Regions from separate parts of the Mus musculus genome. Here region 1 is linked to region 2. The links are chromatin contacts, called in public HiChIP or PLAC-seq maps. All regions are on one chromosome and are shown on one strand. Each heading gives the region's core, a stretch centred on a gene start, on an enhancer-like site or on the middle of the called end of the contact. The rest is flanking DNA. Distances are from core to core; before and after follow the strand shown.

Region 1 (4,509 bases), core at 1,548-4,047, 230 kb before region 2:
ACTGACAGAGACCCCAGCATCCCCGCCAGGGGCATCCCTGGACCCTCCCAGCACTGACGCTGAGAGCAGTGGAGAGCAGCTCCTCGAGCCGCTCCTGGGAGACGAGAGTCCTGTGTCCCAGCTCGCTGAGCTAGAGATGGAAGCTTTGCCTGAGGAAAGGGACATTTCCTCCTCCAGGAAAAAGTCGGAAGATTCCCTCCCCACCATCTTGGAAAATGGGGCAGCTGTGGTTACCTCTACATCTGTCAATGGGCGTGTCTCTTCTCACACTTGGAGAGATGCCAGTCCCCCCAGCAAGAGATTTCGGAAGGAAAAGAAGCAACTGGGCTCTGGACTGTTAGGAAACAGGTAATAGTGGGTGAGGAGGAAGGCAGGCAAGGAGGCAGGACTCTCTGAAGGGAGCCTGATGTCCTAGGTCTCCCTGCAGCCTCAGGCCCTTTCTGTCATTTTTCTTCTGTCCTTAGCTATATAAAAGAACCGATGGCACAGCAGGACAGTGGGCAGAACACAAGTGTCCAGCCTATGCCATCCCCCCCCTTGGCCTCTGTGGCTTCTGTCGCTGATTCCTCCACAAGGGTGGACTCTCCCAGCCATGAACTGGTGACCAGCTCTCTGTGCAGCCCTTCTCCATCCCTGCTTCTCCAGACACCCCAGGCTCAGTCTCTCCGGCAGTGTATTTATAAGGTGAGTGGGCAGTGTCCCCTGGCACTGCATTCTCACCCTTTCCCTTTCTGTGGGTATTGCACCTCCTGCTCCTCTGTTTTCCCCATCTTCCTGCCCGCCCGCAAGTGCGTGCACGTGCATGCATGCTTGTGTAGTGACAGTTTTGGAATTTTGGCGTCTTTATAACAACTCAGAGCTGAGTGGTAGCGACACATGCCTTTGATCCTGGGAGGCAGAGGCAGGAGCATCTCTCTTGAGTCTGAGGCCAGCCTGGTTTACAAAGTGTGTCCCAGGACAGCCAGGGCCACACAGAGAAACTGTCTAAAACCCAAAAACCAACTAACTGACAAACAAAAAACCAGTGAAATAGGTTTTCATTTTAATCCCGGTGTGGAGTGTGGGGCTGCTTCCAACTGACTGTGACTGTGAGCTCTAGAGGTGTGGCTTTACCAGCTACAGATAGTTGCTTTGGTTGTGTGAAGTGATGTTTGGAATTCTGGGAACTTTTCAGGAGAGCATATAAATGGCAGAGCCTCCCCACCTTCCAGGAAGCATGGTTGGTGGTAGTACAGGGGTTGGTTGTGGTTTGTTAGTAGTCTTGCTCAAAGAACAAACAGGAAGAGAGACATTAGAATCAGAGATCCTGTCTCTCCTGTCTATCCTTTCTTTTCTATCTAGTGATGGGGGCGGATAAAGGGGAGGAAAAAGAACACACAAAGTCTCAAAGACTGGCTGTGTGTGTGTGTGTGTGTGTGTGTGTGTGTGTGTGTGTGTTTAGGTTTAACCCCATCAACCAGGAGGCAGAGGCATACAGGTCTCTCTAACTTCAAGGCCACAGTCTAGTCTACCCAGTGACAGTCAAGGTTACATAGTGAGACCATGTAAAACAAAACAAAAAAGACTTATTTTATGTAAATAGGTGTTTTGTTGGCATGCATACCTATGTGCTACATTTGTGTCTGGTGCTCATGGAGGCCAGAAGAGGGCGTCTGATCCTATAGATCTGGAGTCACGGAGAAGGCAGAGAGCCGCCATGTGAGACTGGATACAACACTCGGGTCTTCTGCAAAGCAGCTGCGTGCTTAGTGGCTGAGCCATCTTCCAGCCTTCCATCCTGCTTTGTTTTGTTTCTGAGACAAGGTCTTTCTATGTAGCCCTGACTGTCCCAGAACTCTGTATGTAGTAGATCAGGCTGGCCCCAAACTCGGATATCAGCCCGCCTCTGCCTCTTGAGTGTTCGGACTAAAGGCGTGAGCCGCCATGCCTGGCTCACCCTTCTTTCTCCTCTGACTTGTCTGCAGACCAGTGTGGCCACACAGTGCGACCCGGAGGAGATCATCGTGCTTTCAGACTCTGATTAGCAGGCCCCATGCTCCCCGTGCTCCCTGCATCCAGAAGGTTTTTTGTATGGCTGTTGGAAGATGATGGAGTAAAAGATGGACAGAGCTCCTCCCGTTTTGATGGTGTTTCTTTTGACAAAAAAAAAAAATCAAAATGTTTTAAGTTTTACACAGACACATTAATAAACAATGAATTTCTTTTTATTGTATTCTTTCCTTTACTTTGCCTTTTCTCTTGTGACAGCTGTCACCTGGATCTGCCTTTTCTATCCTGGCTCTCTTTTTAGGGCGTCCTCATCCTTAACCCTTCCTTGAGCCTTCTTCCCCTAGGCACTTTTAAAGATAAGTGCTTCGGAAGCCTTCTTAAGCAGCTTTCCTCTCTCGTTTTGAGCGGTCTGAGTGAAAAGGCCAATCAGGGGCTGACTCAAGGTGATTTGGCCAATCCAGGCCTGGAGGAGGGGGGCGGGGCTTGGGGGGTTCTCATATGCTGGGAAAAGGGCTGTTAGATCCCGCGAGCAAGCTAACGTCCAGAGCTCGGGGTGGAGCCTGGGAAGCGGAAGCCAGCACTGGTCAATGAGACAAGGTAGGCTTGTCGGATTAAAGGGGAACGAAGGTTTCGGCCAAACCAATTCCTGAGTCCTCAGCCGCAGACGGGACCTGGTACCTTTAAGGCGGAATGAAGCGCCGGTTCTTTAAAGGAAAAGTGTCGCTGTCGGTCGACTTTTGCCCAGCGGCACAGGAGGGGTGCTGGCCTGCGCCTTTAAGGTCGCAGGTCCGGGAGGCGGAGTGGAGGCGGAAGGCGGAGGGAGTCGGCACAAGATGGCGGCGGGAGGGGCTGGGGCTGCGGCTCTGGTCGCGGAGTGAGGGGGGGGGCCCGGGGGCGCGCGGCCAGGTAAGCGGGGGCGCGCGGGGCTGGGGGCCCCCCTCAGGCTGGGGAACAGTCCGAGGGCGCGATTGGGGAGGACTGGGGGGCGGGGTTCGGGGGCGGGGGCAAACACGAGGCGGGGTCGGGGATCCAGGGGGCGGAGCCCTGGAGGGTCCTGAAGGGGCGGGGTCGGGATCAACTGGGGGCTCTAGGGGGAGGAGCTTGAGAACTGTGGAGAACACCCCTTCACCCCAAGAAAATCGGTACGCAACACCAAGGAGGGGGCGTTCTTTTGAGAGTGAAGCCGTAGACTAGGATAGACGCCCCTTCCCTGAGAGCCCCCTATTTCCTGACCCAGGAGCGAGAGTACTAAACTTGGAATACTTTCTTTGCTAGCGCTGCGGTTTGGTGGTGTTTGATTGGATGTTTTACTTAATAGTGAGCCTCAGTTGCCCCGTCTGTACCATGGGGTTGACAGGGGTACCTGTTTTTTTTTTTTAAATACTGTGATGGCTTAAAATCAGTGATGCTTTCAAAATGCTGTTATTCTTTTTTTTTTTTTTTCCCTAGAGACCCCCCCGGCCGCCCTCTTCTTTCCTTTGTTCCTGTGGCTGGGGGGGTATCTCCTTCCACAGCATGGAGCCGTCTGCTCTGTCACCCAGTGGGGCCACACTCCCACTGCCTCTGTCACTGGCTCCACCGCCACTGCCTCTGCCGGCAGCTGCAGTGGTACACGTGTCCTTCCCTGAGGTGACCAGTGCCCTCCTGGAATCCCTCAACCAGCAGCGGCTCCAGGGTCAGCTCTGTGATGTGTCCATCCGCGTGCAGGGACGGGAGTTCCGCGCTCACAGGGCCGTCTTGGCTGCCTCCTCTCCTTACTTCCACGACCAGGTCCTACTGAAAGGCATGACTTCCATTTCCCTGCCAAGCGTCATGGACCCAGGCGCTTTTGAGACTGTCCTGGCCTCAGCTTACACGGGCCGCCTCAGCATGGCTGCTGCGGACATTGTCAACTTCCTCACAGTGGGGTCGGTCCTCCAGATGTGGCACATTGTGGATAAGTGCACTGAACTCCTTCGGGAGGGTCGATCCGCAGCCACTACAACCACTGTCACTACTGCTGCAGCCCCCTCTGTCTCTGTCCCTTGTGCCAGTGTCCCATCAGGGAATGGGGGCACTGTCGCCCCTGCCACCGTAGGCTCTGTCCGTTCCCATACCTCCAGCAGGGCCAGTGAGAATCAGTCTCCCAGCAGTAGCAACTACTTCAGCCCCCGGGAGTCGACTGATTTCTCCTCTACCTCCCAGGATGCATTTGTGGCCTCAGCAGCAGGTAGTGGGAACCGTCGGGATGGTGGCCCGGTGTTCCCAGCCCCTGTGGTTGGCAGTGCGGGTACCACCTCCGGGAAGTTGCTGCTGGAGGCCGATGAGCTATGCGATGACGGTGGGGATGGGAGAGGGGCCGTGGCCCCCGGGGCTGGGCTCCGGAGGTCTAACTGCATGCCTGCCAGTGCAGTGCCACAGAAACACTGGGTGTATGTGAAGCAAGCTAGAAATTGCCCTGCACCAGCCTCCCTGGTCCACCAAGACCCCGATCTAGAAGATGAGGAAGAGGAGGAAGATCTGGTGTTGACTTGTGAGGAT
Region 2 (4,518 bases), core at 1,747-4,246:
ACATGATACTCCGTGCAACAACTTAGGACAGAATAGATGCTGAAAGTACCTTCTGCTGTGCATTGTGGGACACGCCTGCACTCCCAGCATCTGGGAGGCTGAGGCAGGAACATTGCCAAAGCTAAAAGCCATCCTATGCTGCGTAGTGAGGCTCTGTCTCAAAAAAAAAAAAAGAAAAAAAAGAGGCTTCCAGTTGGTCACTCTCCAGTGACATATACATACAGTTGATTCTCTGAATAAAATTATTTAGTTTTGGCTCCGAAAGCCACTGTGGACAAGTGATTGACTGGTCCAGCATTTTTTTTTCTTCTGTCACAAAATGTGGCCTTGAATTAAAACCATCTGTGCAGAAGAGGAAGCAGAGGGCTTACATGGGATGAATTTAGGAAATGCCTAGAAGAAACTCATATGGTTAAGGCCACCGTCCCACGGAAAACACAGGGCCACATGTGTGACTTCCCGTAATGTCAACTCCAGTGACAGTATCAATATTGGCACACGTTTCTGTTTCCAGTGACCCCCATCTCCTTGTGGAACTCCATTAACTCCATCCAGTACTGCCAGGCTCGGGGGCGAAGGGGAGTCAGAACTAGGCAGTACTGCCTTCCTCTCCTGTGAATTACCTATAATGCTTGGCACAAACCCTCAGTGTTAGCCCACTGCAGGCATGTGGGAGCCAGGCCAGGTGGAGAGGCAGGAAAGATGAGGACTGTGTGTGTGTGTGTGTGTGTGTTCAAGTAGTAGCCTTCAAAGAATGGTCCATGGGACCCTGACTGGAGGCCCTATTGCTAGCTGTGCTGGTAAACAGAAGCCCTCTGTGTGTGTGTGTGTGTGTGTGTGTGTGTAGAAGGAACCGCTTTGCTGAGCACAGGTCTCTGGGGCTTCCGTTTTGACTCTAAAACCCTCCGTACATGTTCACATGAATATGGAAGTGAAATCCTCTCCTACGGCTTCCTGTGGTGTCTCAAGAGGTTTCACATCTCCTTGACTACTGGAGCAGAGAGCTAGACTCCCGGAGGGGACTCCACTCAGTCCCACTGCCGTGGCCACGCCCATGAGGGGGAGGGTGCCCAAGTGAGGCTCTGCAGGCCTTCTCTCTAGGCTACAGGTAGTAGGCTCAGAGATGGGGTCAAGACTGGATTCCTGCAACAGAAGAAAGGCATACCAGGAAAAGAGGGCTTGGAGGCTGGGAGTCACTTGTATTGTTTTGGAGCTGTCTTAAGAGAAGGTAAAAGAGATGGGACTCCTGGAGCAGACGGAGCTCTGCAAATGAGCAGGTGTGTGTGGGGGGGTGGGGGGGTGGAGTGGGTTGGGGGGCGGAGGAGGGTGGAGTAAGCCTTTGAGGGGGTTGGGGTGACTGTGGCTCCTCTCTTCCCCTTTTTCTCAGCAGAAGTGTCACCAACTTCGGTTATCTGGGTTCTTCCCAGCCCAGGAGAGAGAGAGAGAGAGAGAGAGAGAGAGAGAGAGAGAGAGAGAGAGAGAGAGAGGAGGACACGTCCGTGAGTCTGTGTGTCTGTGAGTGTGTGTGACTGTGGGGTGTATGTATGGTGTATGTATGTTTGTATATGTGTATGCCTATATGTGTATGTATGTATATATGCACATGTGTGTGTGTTTGTGTGTTTATGAGATCAATGTAAGATTTCTATAGGCATAGAAGACACTATCAGTTTTGCAATTCACAGTCCAACAAAAGATGCACTTGCCATTTAAAATCTATCCTATTGTGTATGAGGCTCTGGGTTGAATTCTTAGCACAAAAAGAAAAGTGCACTAAGATTGGGGAGATGGCTAGGTTGGTAAACTGCTTGCTGCACAATTGGGAGTATCTGAGTTCAATCCCCAGGACCCACATTAAAACAAAAACATACAATACAAACAAAACAAAACGCCACAAAAAAGCCTGACATGTCTGTGCACAGCTGTGGTTCCATTGCTGCAGAGGCAGAGGCAGAGGCAGGTGTGTCCCCGGGCTTCCGGCTAGCTAGCCCAGCCTACCTGGCCAGCTCCAGGTCATCAAGAGACCCTGTCTCAAAAAACAACAACCAATAAGGTGGAAGGTGTTCCTGTGGCCTCTGCACACATTTGCACATAGGTGCATGCATGCTGTATACACACAAGCACCCACACACAGGAACACCTGTGCACATGTGCAAACACACTCAAGTGTCACCAGTAGATAATGTCCTTTCCAGGAGAATAGTAGGGGCACCACATCTCTACTATAGCATCTTCCTAATCCAGAGGTCAGCTCAACAGAGCGGAGCATGGGGCAGGGCACACTCAGGGAAGCAGAGACTCTGGAGGGGAAGACGCTTGAGCTTGGGCCTGAGGTCAGCTTTTGACCAAGAGCTTCAGTAGAACTGCCCCAGAGATGCGCGAGTGCAGGAAGATAGGGCGTCCTGGCTCCCAAAGCAGCTCCTACAGCCTAGGAGGAACGGAGGCTTGGTAAGCAGCCCAGGAGGGAATGGGGTTTCCAGGCTGGCCCCTGCTCTCTAAGGTTGGATTGCTTTCTGTCGTCCAGTCCTGCTCTGACACAAGGCAACTGTGTACACTATCTGTACCTCCTTCCTTCCCTACAGTCTTGCCTCTGCCACCTGTGTCCTCCTGAGTGACAGGACAGACCAGGGGTGTATGTACTATCTCCTAGGCAACGTCCCTTTCAGAGAGGAAGAAAGTTGTCTAGAAGTTTTTTGTTTTTTTGTTTTTTCTTTTTCTTTTTTCTTTTGGAAGTGTGTGAGATGAGAAAGTCAACCCAGGGGCAGGCCAGGGTTGTATTTCCTGGAAATGCTTCAGCGATCACCCCCAGGGACCTCAGGAAACCACCTAGAAGGTCCTGTTCTTAAAGCACAGGGCACAATGAGGTTTACCTATTAACCGATGATGCTAGGCTAAGTCACTTAGTGATTGGACTGACTTAACTACCCAGCTAATCTGACCACTCCCTTTAGGACCCCAGATTTGGTTGAGTGAGTGGGTACAAAGGAGGGGCTGAGTGACTCGGGGCCACATAGGCAGCAAGGAGCAAGGGGCCTGAGCAAGAGGTACCATATTTACCTCAGTGTGTGAAGATCATTTGCCCAGGCTGGGGCAGGAGAGAACCTGAGGCCCTTGCAGGAGGTGCCCAGGGGCCTGGCCTTCCTGCACCTTCAGAGAGTGGAACATGGCTGCACTCTGGCTGCTGCTGCTGGTCCTCAGTCTGCACTGTATGGGGGCAGGTAAGATAACCTCCTGAACCTTCTCTCTCCTGCTCCTGTTTGGGTAAAACATGTTCATTTTTGCTAGCTAACAGGTCTGAGTGCCCCAGAGTAGCCAGTCTCCAGACTATGGCATTCCTCCAGCCCTGTGCACTGTATTTTACAGCAATTTTAATAATGAGCCATTCTCATAGACTGTGTGAAGGATGTCCCTGTGGGGACGTAGGTTAGGACTGGGTACTGCTGGGTCCTGGTTCCTAACATGGTGCCTGGCATGACATAAGTGTTCTGTGGTATCAAAGTCAAGAATATTTCCAGCACAGAGCAAGACTGACTACTTCTTGACTCTGTTTCTTTCTCTCCTGTCCCCTTCCCTCCTCCTGTTGGTCTGTTTGTCTGTCTGTCTATCTATCTGTCTGACTGTAGTCTGTCTGTTTCTTTCTCATTGGAGACAGTCACGCTCTATAGCCAGACTTGCCTTAAACTCATGGCAATCCTCCTGCCTCAGTGCTGGGATCACAAGTATGCCAACCACATTACTCTATGTCCCTGTCAATAGTGAGGTGCTCTGCAGGTCTGTTTTGGGGTAGACAGCCATGCATGCCACACAGGAATCTTGGGTTGTCCTCCCTTGTCATCCAGTCTCACATACAGAAGCGCTAATTGTTTTCAGCCTTGTGCACATGAGCCTCAAGCTCGTCCCAAACCTATGCCCTGCCAGATGTGGAAGTCTATCACACCATATGATTTTGGTAGAAGAGTGGAATTAGCTTGAAAATGCCTTTTCTGAGTTTTGTTTGGTTGGCTGTTGTTAGGAAAGCCGGGTATACTAAGTTATTTAAATTTGTTACCTTAAGACCTTAGACCACTGCAGGTGGAAAGCAACAGCCTGATTTAGTGTCAGAGCCTTGGGGAGGTGGCTCAGCAATGAAGAGAACTGGGTGACTCTGCTGAGGACCCAGGTTCAATTCCCAGCACTCACATCAAGCACAAGAGGGAAGCCCCAGGATTACCGCGACTTCTGCCCAGCTTGGCTGAGTTAGAGCCCCTTGGCTTGGAAAATGGAGAAGGCACAGCGTCTGTGCAAATAGACCGTTATTGTTCATTTACTGCAAGAGTTTAAAAACATTTCTCTCTCCTGCTTCTCTGTTTCTGTCTGTCTGTATTTCTTTGCCTATCTCCCTGTCTCTGTCTCTTGTCTCTCTCTTTCTCTTTCTGTCTCTCTATCTCTGTCTCTATCTGTGTGTGTGTGTGTGTGTGTGTGTGCATGAGCGTGTGTGCACTCTCATCCGTGCTTGTCTGTGTGTGCACCACATCTATG

Evidence for each region. HiChIP or PLAC-seq counts read pairs in DNA pulled down with a chosen protein or histone mark.
Region 1: an H3K4me3 HiChIP or PLAC-seq map of bone marrow-derived macrophages shows a contact between it and region 2, with 2.3 times the contacts expected there. The contact joins the promoter of Zbtb22 here to the promoter of H2-DMb2 in region 2. A contact is called at or near these places in 7 of 39 promoter capture datasets (the C10 cell line, the HPC-7 cell line, cranial neural crest and 3 more), 1 of 115 datasets of contacts at active chromatin or transcription factors (bone marrow-derived macrophages) and 3 of 9 other capture datasets (adipose tissue, liver and pancreatic islet).

What each region holds. Positions count from the first base shown.
Region 1 is chr17:33,913,379-33,917,887 of GRCm38.p6, forward strand. It overlaps Zbtb22 (zinc finger and BTB domain containing 22), which reads left to right and starts at 2,798. Exons shown (of 2, transcript NM_020625.3): 1 at 2,798-2,895; 2 at 3,439-4,509. The coding sequence starts at 3,505. Daxx (Fas death domain-associated protein) reads left to right here. Exons shown (of 8, transcript NM_007829.4): 6 at 1-348; 7 at 465-684; 8 at 1,965-2,212. The coding sequence ends at 2,024.
Region 2 is chr17:34,142,253-34,146,770 of GRCm38.p6, forward strand. It overlaps H2-DMb2 (histocompatibility 2, class II, locus Mb2), which reads left to right and starts at 2,997. Exons shown (of 6, transcript NM_010388.5): 1 at 2,997-3,218. The coding sequence starts at 3,164.